Linked DNA regions of Gossypium arboreum: region 1 is linked to region 2. A link is a contact called in public Hi-C data. All regions are on one chromosome and are shown on one strand. The core of a region is the stretch at or near the end of the contact, and the rest is flanking DNA. Distances in the headings are between cores, read along the strand shown. Region 1 holds the start of LOC108489224 (histidine kinase 3-like). Region 2 holds the start of LOC108476138.

Region 1 (5,484 bases), core at 32-2,531, 770 kb before region 2:
TACTTTGAGATTTCATCCCAACATTTGAACCACATCTTGCTACCACTATCACCAAGGAGACCAGCCTTGGGGTCCTTAAATTCACCATTAATGGACCAGTTCATTGAAATCATAGATGCTATCCAGCAACATAACATCCAAACCAGATGCCCCACCTTTAAACCAAACCCAAATACATGAAGCAAACTCATCCAAGAAACAGTGACCAATTACCAGCTAACTAAGCAAACAGTAACCCCCCTTAGCCTGAAAGTGGGTCTTACCTGCTTGTTTATTCCAGCTAGAAAAGAGAGAGACCCATTGTCAAATCTATAGAAAACTGTCTAGTAAAATCCAACATCACCAGAAAACCTCAAGAACCTTGGGATAAGAGAATAAAATATTTTAAAAAAAACCCAGCAAACTCCAAATTGACTACAAGACAGAAGGTGTTGTAACCGTGCGGGAAAGAAAAAAAACAAAAGATGCCATCTTATCCAGCACTACACCCTCTAATAACTGAGAAATGCAAGATATAGGACCTTGAATTGAGGAAGACCATGGAAATTTTTCAAAATTACCATAAAAGAAAAAGAGAAATAGAGAGAATGAAAGAATCCCTCTAGATTCTGAGTTTCAATTTTCTAACCACCACCCAAATCCCAGAACAAGAAAAAGACTAGGCCAAAATGTCCAGAAAACCAAAAGGGTTCCAAAACTGGATATCAAATCAATAAAAACTTAGCTAACATAATCTTCCCTCAAGCCAAAAGAATCTGACAGGAAATCCTTAAATTCCTAAAATCAAGCACCAAGACAGCAATTAAACATGTGGGTTTTATTGTTTAAAACCCCCAGACCCAAACTTCACCTGTAACAACACCCTGTTGAGATCTATCAACAGAATTTTCGAGCTGATTTTTAGTACAAAGTAATCTTATTATTTACTAAAGATGACACTTTGCTGCTGTAGTTGAAGAGGGAAAAGAAGAACATAAGAAGAGTAGGACTAATGGACATCTACGATTGAGAGAATCTATGAAAGGAAGATGAGAAGAATATGGTTGTAGAAATGTCTGCTAGCATAGGCCATTATCTCTACCCATACCATTCACGACACCCCAACCCCCCCTAATTTAATAATACTACTACTATTTTCTCAACAAAAATAATATAAATTTAAATTCAATGCTTACAAATGTATTTAATTTAACATTTCATTTTCTACTACTATCAATGTTGCACTAATGCAACCTTATCTTATTCTTTCTTTTTTCCCCTTTTAATTTATTAACTAATCCAATTAATAAAAGTTGGAACCTCCCCAGCATAAAATGAGAAAACCATATTTTTATATTTAATTATCATTTATATCGTTGTAAAATAAAAATAGTTTTACACAATTTTATGATTAATATTATATCAATTCAATCGTCATATTCATTCTTCAATCATCTATGTTAAGTTCGCACAAATTAAATTTTTAACTATTTATTTTATGAAAAAATTTCAAACAACTAAATATATATTAATATAGATAATATTTTAGATCAATATAATAAAAATATTGGTCGATTCAAAAGTTCACTTATATGACAAGAACAAATATATTGAAAAATCCAATGGTTAAATTAGATGAAGCGAATAAATATTTAGGGGGGCCGGATAAAATTTTAATTTTTTATAGTTTGTATCTTTATAATTTGTATAGGATTAAATCAAATTTTTATAATTTTAGGGGAGGTCAAAGTGTAATTTTACTTTTATTAATTTAAATTTTTTAAAACATTTTAAGGACTAAAAGAACAATTTACATTTTAGGAGGGCCGGGGCGCATGCCAACCCCTGACTTCGCCCCTGGTTAAATTATTAAAATATGCATAAGAATAATTATGAAAAGATATAAAACTGCCTTGTTTTATATATTTAAATCAATACTATTTTGCATCATCCATAAATAAATTAACCATTTAAAAGTATAATAAATAAATAAATAATAGTTTTTAATTAACATCTTATGATTTATTAACAATGTGTTAGTTTATGTGCTATTCATAAAACAAATATAATTTTCTAAAAAATTAAAAATAACTTTTTGAGTTTTTTTCCATTTGTATGTTTAAGGACGTTGAAAAATAATATATATTAAATTATGGTACATTCATGAGAATATATTATTAAAATTTATATAAAAATTAAATGAAAATTTAATTAAAATGATAAAGTCTAATATTTAAAATCCAATTCAGTTAATTTGTGACACCAATTATATTAGAAATTTTAAGTATAACTAAAATATGACACTCATAATATAGATAAAAAATATTATGTAACAAAATATACTTATTAAAAGTTTATGATGTTTTGGTTGAAACTTGAAATGCAAATTTTAAATTTATAGTGTTTTTTTTGTTTAAATTTTATTGTGTATAAATTTTAATTGATTTATAAAATTCTAAATGGACAAAAATTCTCTCATTATAATATAACTTACTTTATAGAAAAGAAATGTATTTTAGTAATTTCGAACTAAATTGAAATTTGATTGATGAGTGGCACCAACTCAATTAAAGCCGGAGATAATAGATACATAGATAAAGATATATATTATGTTAAAATATATTCTTTTAAAATTTATTTAATAATGAATATAAGTGGAGTGGTAATAATTTTGTATTTTAACACTATCAAATGTGTTCGATCCTTAAATTGTAATTTGTAATTTTCTTATTTGATATAAAAGTATAAAAAAAAAACAAAAGAGCTATGATAATAATATTAAGGGTAAGCTACCGTTAATCATTCTAAATAGGAATAATTTTTATTTTGATCATTCTAATTTTTTTTGTAATTTGGCCACCCAAAATAGAAATTGATTAAATTGATCAAGTACTAATAAATGGTAATGGAATGCTAACTATGCATTCCATGTTAGTCACACTAATATTAGGGAAAAATATCTATTAGTCTTTCTAAATAAGGTTATTTCTATTTTGGTCGCCTCAAACAATACATGAAAATGCACCAGTAGTTTTTTCATTATCATTTTGTAGTGGAGTGACTAATTTAATCAATTTCTTTTTTTGGAGTGGCCAAATTTAGAAAAAGAAAGAAAAGGTTGGAGTGACCAAAATTAGAATGACTACTATTTAAAGTGACTAATGTGATAGTTTACCCTAATATTAATTATAATTTAAAAGAAGATGCATATTTATGATTTCATAATTTAGTTATGACCCAATTAAGGGTGATACTAATTTAGTAAAGTATTTAATATAAGCATATATAATGTAAAATAAGGAATATTTTTGTAATTTCAAAAATATAAACACTAGAATTAGACTATTGATATCAACAACTTCAATGAGAATAAAAATTTGTAATTTTTTTTTTTTTTTGCTATGAGATGTGGTGTGGTGGGTACTTGTCTTATCCCTTAACCTTGAGATCAAGAGTTTGATCTCTACCCATGAGAATTAAACACATTTCATAGTCAGTTTTTACCTTTTAAAAAACACTTACGACTAAGATTAATCGCTACTACTAATAATCAACATCTTGATTTAAAAAAATGTTAAAAACTAATGATTAAACAAGTAGAAAATGAATTGTTTTTTTAATTGAATTATAAACCTTAATCTTCTAATTAATAAAATCTTCATTTTACATTTTTCAACAAATAAAATCTAAAAGTAAGTGTAAGAATGAAACTCGTTTTTCATTAAAATAAATCATATGGTTGAATGAGAACGAACAAATTTTTGAAATTAAAACTGGATTTTAAATTATAAATTTAAAAAAAATTGGTCTACATTTTAAATTGAAACTCCACTGAATTACACGTTTGACAATGATAATCTGTAAGGAAAACTGACGGGTAATGATAAGTCAATTATTAATCTCTTTCCCTAGTTTATAGTATGAAAAAAATTAATTAATTAAATGATTTGTCAAATAAAATGTTTTGTAAATATGGAGAGAGTTTTATGTTTTGTTTAATGGTAATAAGATATACTAAATACTAAAAGGTTTCAAAGAAATTAGATTATTTTTGTAAATAAAAGAAATATGAATGAGCGATAATGCAGTAGTAAAAGAGTAATTAAGGGCAGTTAAAAAAAAATAAAAAGCGGGGGCAGACTTTAATCAAGGCAATGTCACTAAAGTGGTGAGTAGGCCATCAAATATTACTGGACAGCTCACTTCCTCTTTTATTAATGATTGTTTGGGTTATTACAATTTTATAAATTATTAAAATAGTAATATATAAAATATTTAATGTGGATGTGATTAGATTTGTAAAAAATTATAAATATTTTTAATAAATAAAATTTTAAGATATATATTAAAATTAAGTAAGTAATATATAAAAAAATTTTTTTTCATAGCAGAGCATGCAGAGTAAAAATAAAATAATGAAAAACACATATTTAAATAGAATTTGAGAAAGCAAATTATGCCACTTAAATTCTCTATTAAAATTCATCAAAATGTTCAATTTCTTAATTAATTTTACTTAAACAATTAAATTTATTTTTAAAATTTTAAAATCTTGATATAAATTTTTTTAAATTTTCTATTCAAACACTGGATAAGATCCACTCAATTACTTTTTATCTATTAATAGAAAATTTAAATGTATAAAACTCGTACTAAATTTAAAATTTAACTTATAAATAATGATTTATTAATTAATGAAAATAATGGAACGAAGATAAATCTATCCAAACACGCCATTAGAGTCGGTCTCTCTGGCTTATCGACTTCTCTCTTCCTCATAGCCAATCAAAACCTCCCACGTTTTCAACTCTATAATGACTTTGCCTTCATTTATTCATCTATTTGCAGCTGCCTCTGTCTTTTTCCTTTTCTGGACGCTTGCGTCGGGGCTTTTAGTTTTATGTGAGTTCGTAAAAGCTCTTCTTTTTCTCCATAGCAATACAATAATATTAAATAAAAGAGTATATATTATTCATTTTTAAAAATTATTCTAATTGATATTATTAATAATTTTATGTGTTCGTCATTCAATTTTAAAAAGTTACATGATCACTATTTAAAAGTTTTCATTTAAGTCATTAGACAATTAAAATTGTTGTTATATGACATTCTTTATTTGCACCATATGCATCAACTAAAAGCATTTTTTCCCTTTACTTCTACAATTTAATTTTTTTTTTCAGGAAATAATTTTGAAGGTCACAAATTTTGGCGCGAAAGGCTTATTAGAGTACGGCCTAGTTTAGGAATACTTTTCAAAAATACTTTTGGAAAAAAAATTCTAAGGAAAAGTTAAAATTTTCAACTTCTGAAAAAAGTACTTTTGAGCCAATTTTTAGTTTAGGAGAAGTACTTTTTTCTCTCAAAGATAAAATAATTTGTTCTTGTTACTCATACTATTGTTGATTAAATTGTTATTGTGTCAAAAGTTACTTTTCGAGAGACCTAATTTTCTTTTTGCATTTTGGTGAATTGATTGGAGTTGGTATTAGGATTTTGTATGGT
Region 2 (5,536 bases), core at 1,714-4,213:
AAAACCTAAACACTAAATCCTAACTTATTTTGGCAAAACCCTAACCTTAAAAACCCTAAAAAACTTTAGGGACTAAACATGCAAATATCCCTAACATATAAAAACACGGAGCAAAGTGTGCCCCTGGGGGGCGTTTTTTACCACGTCAGCAAATCGCGCTTACGTGGAAGCATTTTGCTGACGTGGCAAAAAACGCTCCCCAGGGGCGTGCTTTACTGGCAATTTTCCCCTTAAACGCGGCCACATAGGTGCGTTTTGTAAAAAGAGGCCCTTTCCGGTAAATAATTGTATAATTAACCCATTTTCGTAAATATGCTTGGAAATGGGACTTTTTAGGTAATTTATGTCATAGATTATAAATAAACTACAAAGCTTTCTTCACTTTGTTTATTTTTCCTTTCAAACAATACTAAAGTAATAATAATGTGAAGTATACGGGGTACCACCATATCATAATAAATTAATAAATTAATAAATTACCATTAAAAATCCAACAACATGCTAGAATAAGGGCTAAGGCTAGCATTAGAACAGTTTGCACTAATATTAAAAGAAAAACAACAAATTACTATAAAACTTCTCTTACTTTCTTTTTTATTTTCCTTTCGAACTTTTTTTAATAAAAAACCTTTTAACTTCTTTTGCATTTTTAATTTTTTTATAAATCTTTATTTTTTCTTTTTATATTTTAAAAGTTATTTATAATTTTTAACTATTTTTTATAATTTTAAATTATTTATTGATATGGAACATAAAAAATATGCCACATCACTAATGAAAAGTGGACAGTCAAGTTATTCCCAATAAAAGAAAAGAGATAAAATTAAATATGTAAAATTTATGGCTAAATTTACTATTATGCCTTAAATATAAAACATCAAAGTAAGCATTTAATCAAAGAGGCTATTTCATTCATTCATCTAACATAAAGAGACGAGTTTACTTATTTTTTAATAAAATGGTTAAATATAAAATTAGTGCTCGAACTTGTTCACTTCTCCAGCATTAGTACTTATGGTTTTTTTTCCAAATTGGAACTCGAATTTTTTTTCGTCAGCTAAATTGATACCTAAGTCTAACGCCATTAACTTTTTACTTACGTGGCAACACTAGCCAATCGCGCAATGCCACGTGACGTCCTCTTATACCTCTTTTTCTTTTTGTTTTATTTTTTTTATTTTCCCCCTTTTTCTTTCCATTTTCTTTTCTTTTCTTATTTTTCTTTTTCTTCATCATTTCTACTTCCTTTCCTCTATAAAAAACTCATGATTTCACATTCCCTTCTTTCTTTTGTCAAAAACTCTTACCCCAAAAATTTTCACTCATTTTCTCACCATCTAATCATCACAAAAATCACATATCTTAATCCCCTTTCATTTTCCTCCCCATTTTTCAGCCACCATCAACCAAGCCCTACAACTTCCCCTCCCCTGTTCAAACTAACCCATAAAAACTCATGGCTTGAACCAACTGAGCTAAACTACACTTTCACCTATCTTAGATAACCTTGTGATGGGAACCCAATTGGACCGAGGTTGTTTCATGGTGGAGTGTCATTTCATGGGGCGTCATCAAGGGTGTCATTGGTAGCATTGAAATCAGTAGTGAGATTGGTAAGGATGCGAGTTTTGGAACATTTAAAATAGGGAGAGGCGAGTGAGGGATTTAAAAAAAGGTTGTTGGAGTGGTGTTTCTATTGCTCGGAAAAAGAAGGGGGTCTTCTTACATGAGAAACGTAAGGTTGCTCACTGTCAATGTCACTAACCGAACGCTTGGACATCTCTAGCGTTTTGATCCAACCGCCTCAGATGAAACTATCGGTAATGGCCCTTCCACTTCGTCTACTTGTTGTATGTCCACCATGTTTATTTTTCTTTACCTCTTAATTATGTTTTATTTGTAAATATTGTGTGGAAGGAAAAGTAGTGATAATAAAAATGAGAAGAAAGAGGGGTAATGTAAGATACAATTTCATGAAGCAAACAATAATATCAAAATAAATAGTACCTAATTTGTTTAAAAATCATTGTGCAAATCATAGTATCCTTCTTCACCATAAATAGCCACAATAACATACAAACAAATTACAAAATGAATTCTTCGATAAAAACTTTAAATTCTTAGAAACTTATAAAGTAAAATAAAAATCCAATGGAGTTGTCTACATCTACCATTTTTTTTTCTTTCTAGTATTTTCCCATGAAATAAAAAAATCTAACTACCCAAAAATTGAAAAAAATAGAAAAAAATTGAATGCAAAAATCAAAAAAAAAAAGATGAACCCAAGACTTGAAATATAAAAGATAAACCTAGAATCTAGAAGCTAAAAAGAAACCAAAGTTAAAAATATATATATATATATATTTTTTGTTCTTTCTCATAATTTCTCGGGAAACAAACAAAAAAAATCCAACTATCGAAAAACTTTATTAATAGTCAAGTTTCAATTACGAGTTTTTCATTTCGAGTCTATTGGGTAATCTGAATCTTTGTAGCCCGAATTTGAACATGTTTCCTCTATGTCTAGAAACTTTATTTTCTCAGTATCTTCTACCTCGAATAAAGAAGCAGCAGCAACAATAGTAGAATGTAAAGGAGAGGAATTGAAATCAGCCATTGAAAAGCAAACGTGTTAGTGGAAAAAAGAATAGAAAAGGATAGTGGGAAAAAGAAAGATCACGGGGTAAAAAAAAGAAATTGGGGTGGAAGAAAGGTCACTGAGAAAACTAAAGAAAAAAAAAAGAAATAGTTTTAAAAAAAAATTTAGATTATGACATCAATGAATTTAGATTTAGGTACTAATTTAGTTAACGGAACAAAATTTAGGGTACTAATCTAAAAAAATCATAAATACTAATTTGAGAAAAGTGAAAAAATTTGAGTGCAAATTATATATTTAAACCTTAATAAAAAAATTAAAATATACTATATAAACTGCTATTTGGAATAAAATTTTGGAATGGTATGATCATAATCACAATTTTTCAATAAAAATATATAAAAGGAAAGTAAGTGGAGTATCAAAATTTGAATAAGAAAAAAGGGTATAGTGAGATCCATCAAAAGCGCCCAATGAGAGCGAAGCCGGTGACGCTACTTACGCGTGACCGTCAACTATCATTTATTTTCCCGTCTTCAGCACTATATAAAGCGGATGGATAGTTGACATCCTCTATCAAATCCGGACATTTTCGCGAGAAAGTGAGAGATCGAGAGAGAAAATACTTCGCAGGGAATTAGCGAGATCCTGAAATTTTCCTGCGTTTTCTCTCTTCAATCTTCTCCGGCTACCTGATCTATCCGTCATCATGGTAAGTTTTTATTTTCTTTTTCTAAGAAACTGTTAATTTGTATTTTTTTTCTAATAATTGGTTCACTTCACAGTTTTCATATTTATTTTTCCTATTAATTTGATTATTATTTTTCTTGATCTTCTTGTATCTGAGTGGATCCAATATAAACTTCTTGTTCGTCTTCCGTCCTCTCCGAATATAGATTATGGATCTAAATTTTAGCGTGTTTATAAAATTGTTTGTAGATTTCAGCTATTATAGATCTAAATTTAGCAGATATATGCCTCACAATTTGATCTTGTATTTGTTCGAAAATCTTTTGAATAATTTATTCGTCTTTATATTGCTTTTCATTATTGTTTTAATTTAGAACTGTTGACCTGTCGTTTGCAAATAGTCTGAATTGTCTTTTATTTTTTGGTCAACAGTTCGAATTCTATTTTCACAGTTCAAAACTCATTCGAAACGTCGTTTATATTTCTCATAAATCTTGTATAAATGTTAAGATCCATCGCCAAATTAGGCCAGGCCGAGCATGGGATACCCTAACACTTTTATTCCCTAAAAGAAAAAAAAAATTGCTTTGTTTCTATTTATCCAATTTTAAAATTTACACTTTATCCCCTTACTTTTTCTGCTTTGGGCAGACAACATCAAGGCGTCTTGCAGAAAGAAAGGTGGAGAAGTTCCAAAAGAACATAACAAAGAGAGGAGCTGTGCCTGAGACAACCACAAAGAAGGGGAAGGATTATCCTGTCGGTCCTCTGCTTCTTGGGTTCTTCATATTCGTCGTCATTGGATCATGTAAGGATTCTTTGCCATCATATTTCCTTATTCAATGTGTATGGATAATTTGTCTGGTTTCTTCGTTTGGAAAGTGTGATATGTTTAGCTTTTCTTGGTGTTGAGTTTATTTCATTGTAATCTTCAAGGATGTTTGCTTAAATTAAAATATCTATATTTACAATTTAGAATCAAGATTTTCTGCATGTCCTGTCTGTCATGATTTACTGATCAACTTCATTTACATTCACCTTAACAGCTCTCTTCCAGATTATCAGGACAGCGACCAGCGGAGGTATGGCATAAGTCTGCACTTCTGATGTTAAGGAATTGCGAGGAGACTGGTCATGCATTGGGCTTTGCTTTTCTGTTAGTTTTGTAGGGAAAAACTGATGCTATATTTACTAGAGATATATGCTTACGATGTGAAATGTTTGGAATTTGAATAAGACCTCCCCTTTAGTTGTCTGTTCATTGTGCTTTGTCTGCTACTTTTTTCATTTATGCAATGAGATGGACTAAATACCGATATATTAGTGGTTGAACTGAGTTATCCGAGTAACTCGATATTTGAATGGTTATACCAACAGCTTCAGCAGATGATGCGTAAAGATTTTTATTTTTCGAGCTTTCTCACGTGCAAGCCCGCTAGATTTAGCTTCTATATGAACCTCATTCATCAAATTTAGCACTGAGTAGAGAATTTCCTGTTTAGGGTAATGAATCTTTTAAAAGAGGAGGCAACGCTCAATTTATGTGTAACTATGATCTCGATGCAACAAGACGGCAGTAGTTTCACACGCCTCATTAAGAACCAAGCGTGTTATTCACCCATAAGTCCAAACAAAAAGAAGAAAATAAAGGAAAAGCCCATTCCAATTTCCATGCAACCAAAAAGAAAATACGGCCTTAGGTGGGACTTGTTAGCAGCAACCGAACATAGTCGGGAAACATTAAAATAGGAAATAGTTTCCTTGAAACATAAAGGGTTGGAAATCAAGCAGTAGCAGTCAAGCAAGGGTTAAAAGCAATGCAACATGCTACCCGCTGTTGCTTTCTACCCCGTGGTACAACAGATCCAGGAACCTTAAGCCACTCCCTGCTCATCACATTGTATGTAACTAATCGGTTCATTTGTCTCGATCTCAGTTGCAACATGAGCAAACCTTTGTTGCCCGAGCAAGTCATTCGAACGTGCTTCCCGTAAAACTCTAAGCACCATACGTTTGGCATTCTGTCAACCTCCTTCCACAAGAGCGTCATCTTCTGCAGCTCCCATATACAGACACAAGTGGCAGCATTTTTGGTCAGCAATCCAACGAGCATGATCCTGCCCTTCCACTCTGCAAGCGAGTGGTCACTCAGATGTAATGGGGCTGGAATAATAAATTGTTTGCATACCCCGGTATCCATGTTGTAGGACACAATCCCTTCAGGGTCCGACCGCATGAAGCAAAGTG

The links. A called contact is a pair of places that touch in the nucleus more often than the background predicts.
Region 1: a contact with region 2 is called in a Hi-C map of leaf, with 3 times the contacts expected there. The contact joins the promoter of LOC108489224 here to the promoter of LOC108476138 in region 2. A contact is called at or near these places in 2 of 5 Hi-C or Micro-C datasets (both in leaf).

What each region holds. Positions count from the first base shown.
Region 1 is chr3:24,119,717-24,125,200 of ASM2569848v2, reverse strand. LOC108489224 (histidine kinase 3-like) reads right to left here and starts at 1,281. Exons shown (of 11, transcript XM_017793600.2): 1 at 1-1,281. The coding sequence starts at 191.
Region 2 is chr3:23,352,640-23,358,175 of ASM2569848v2, reverse strand. LOC108476138 reads left to right here and starts at 2,963. Exons shown (of 3, transcript XM_017778247.2): 1 at 2,963-3,311; 2 at 3,941-4,097; 3 at 4,336-4,621. The coding sequence starts at 3,309. The coding sequence ends at 4,382. It overlaps LOC108476137 (F-box only protein 6-like), which reads right to left. Exons shown (of 2, transcript XM_017778246.2): 2 at 4,997-5,536. The coding sequence ends at 5,073.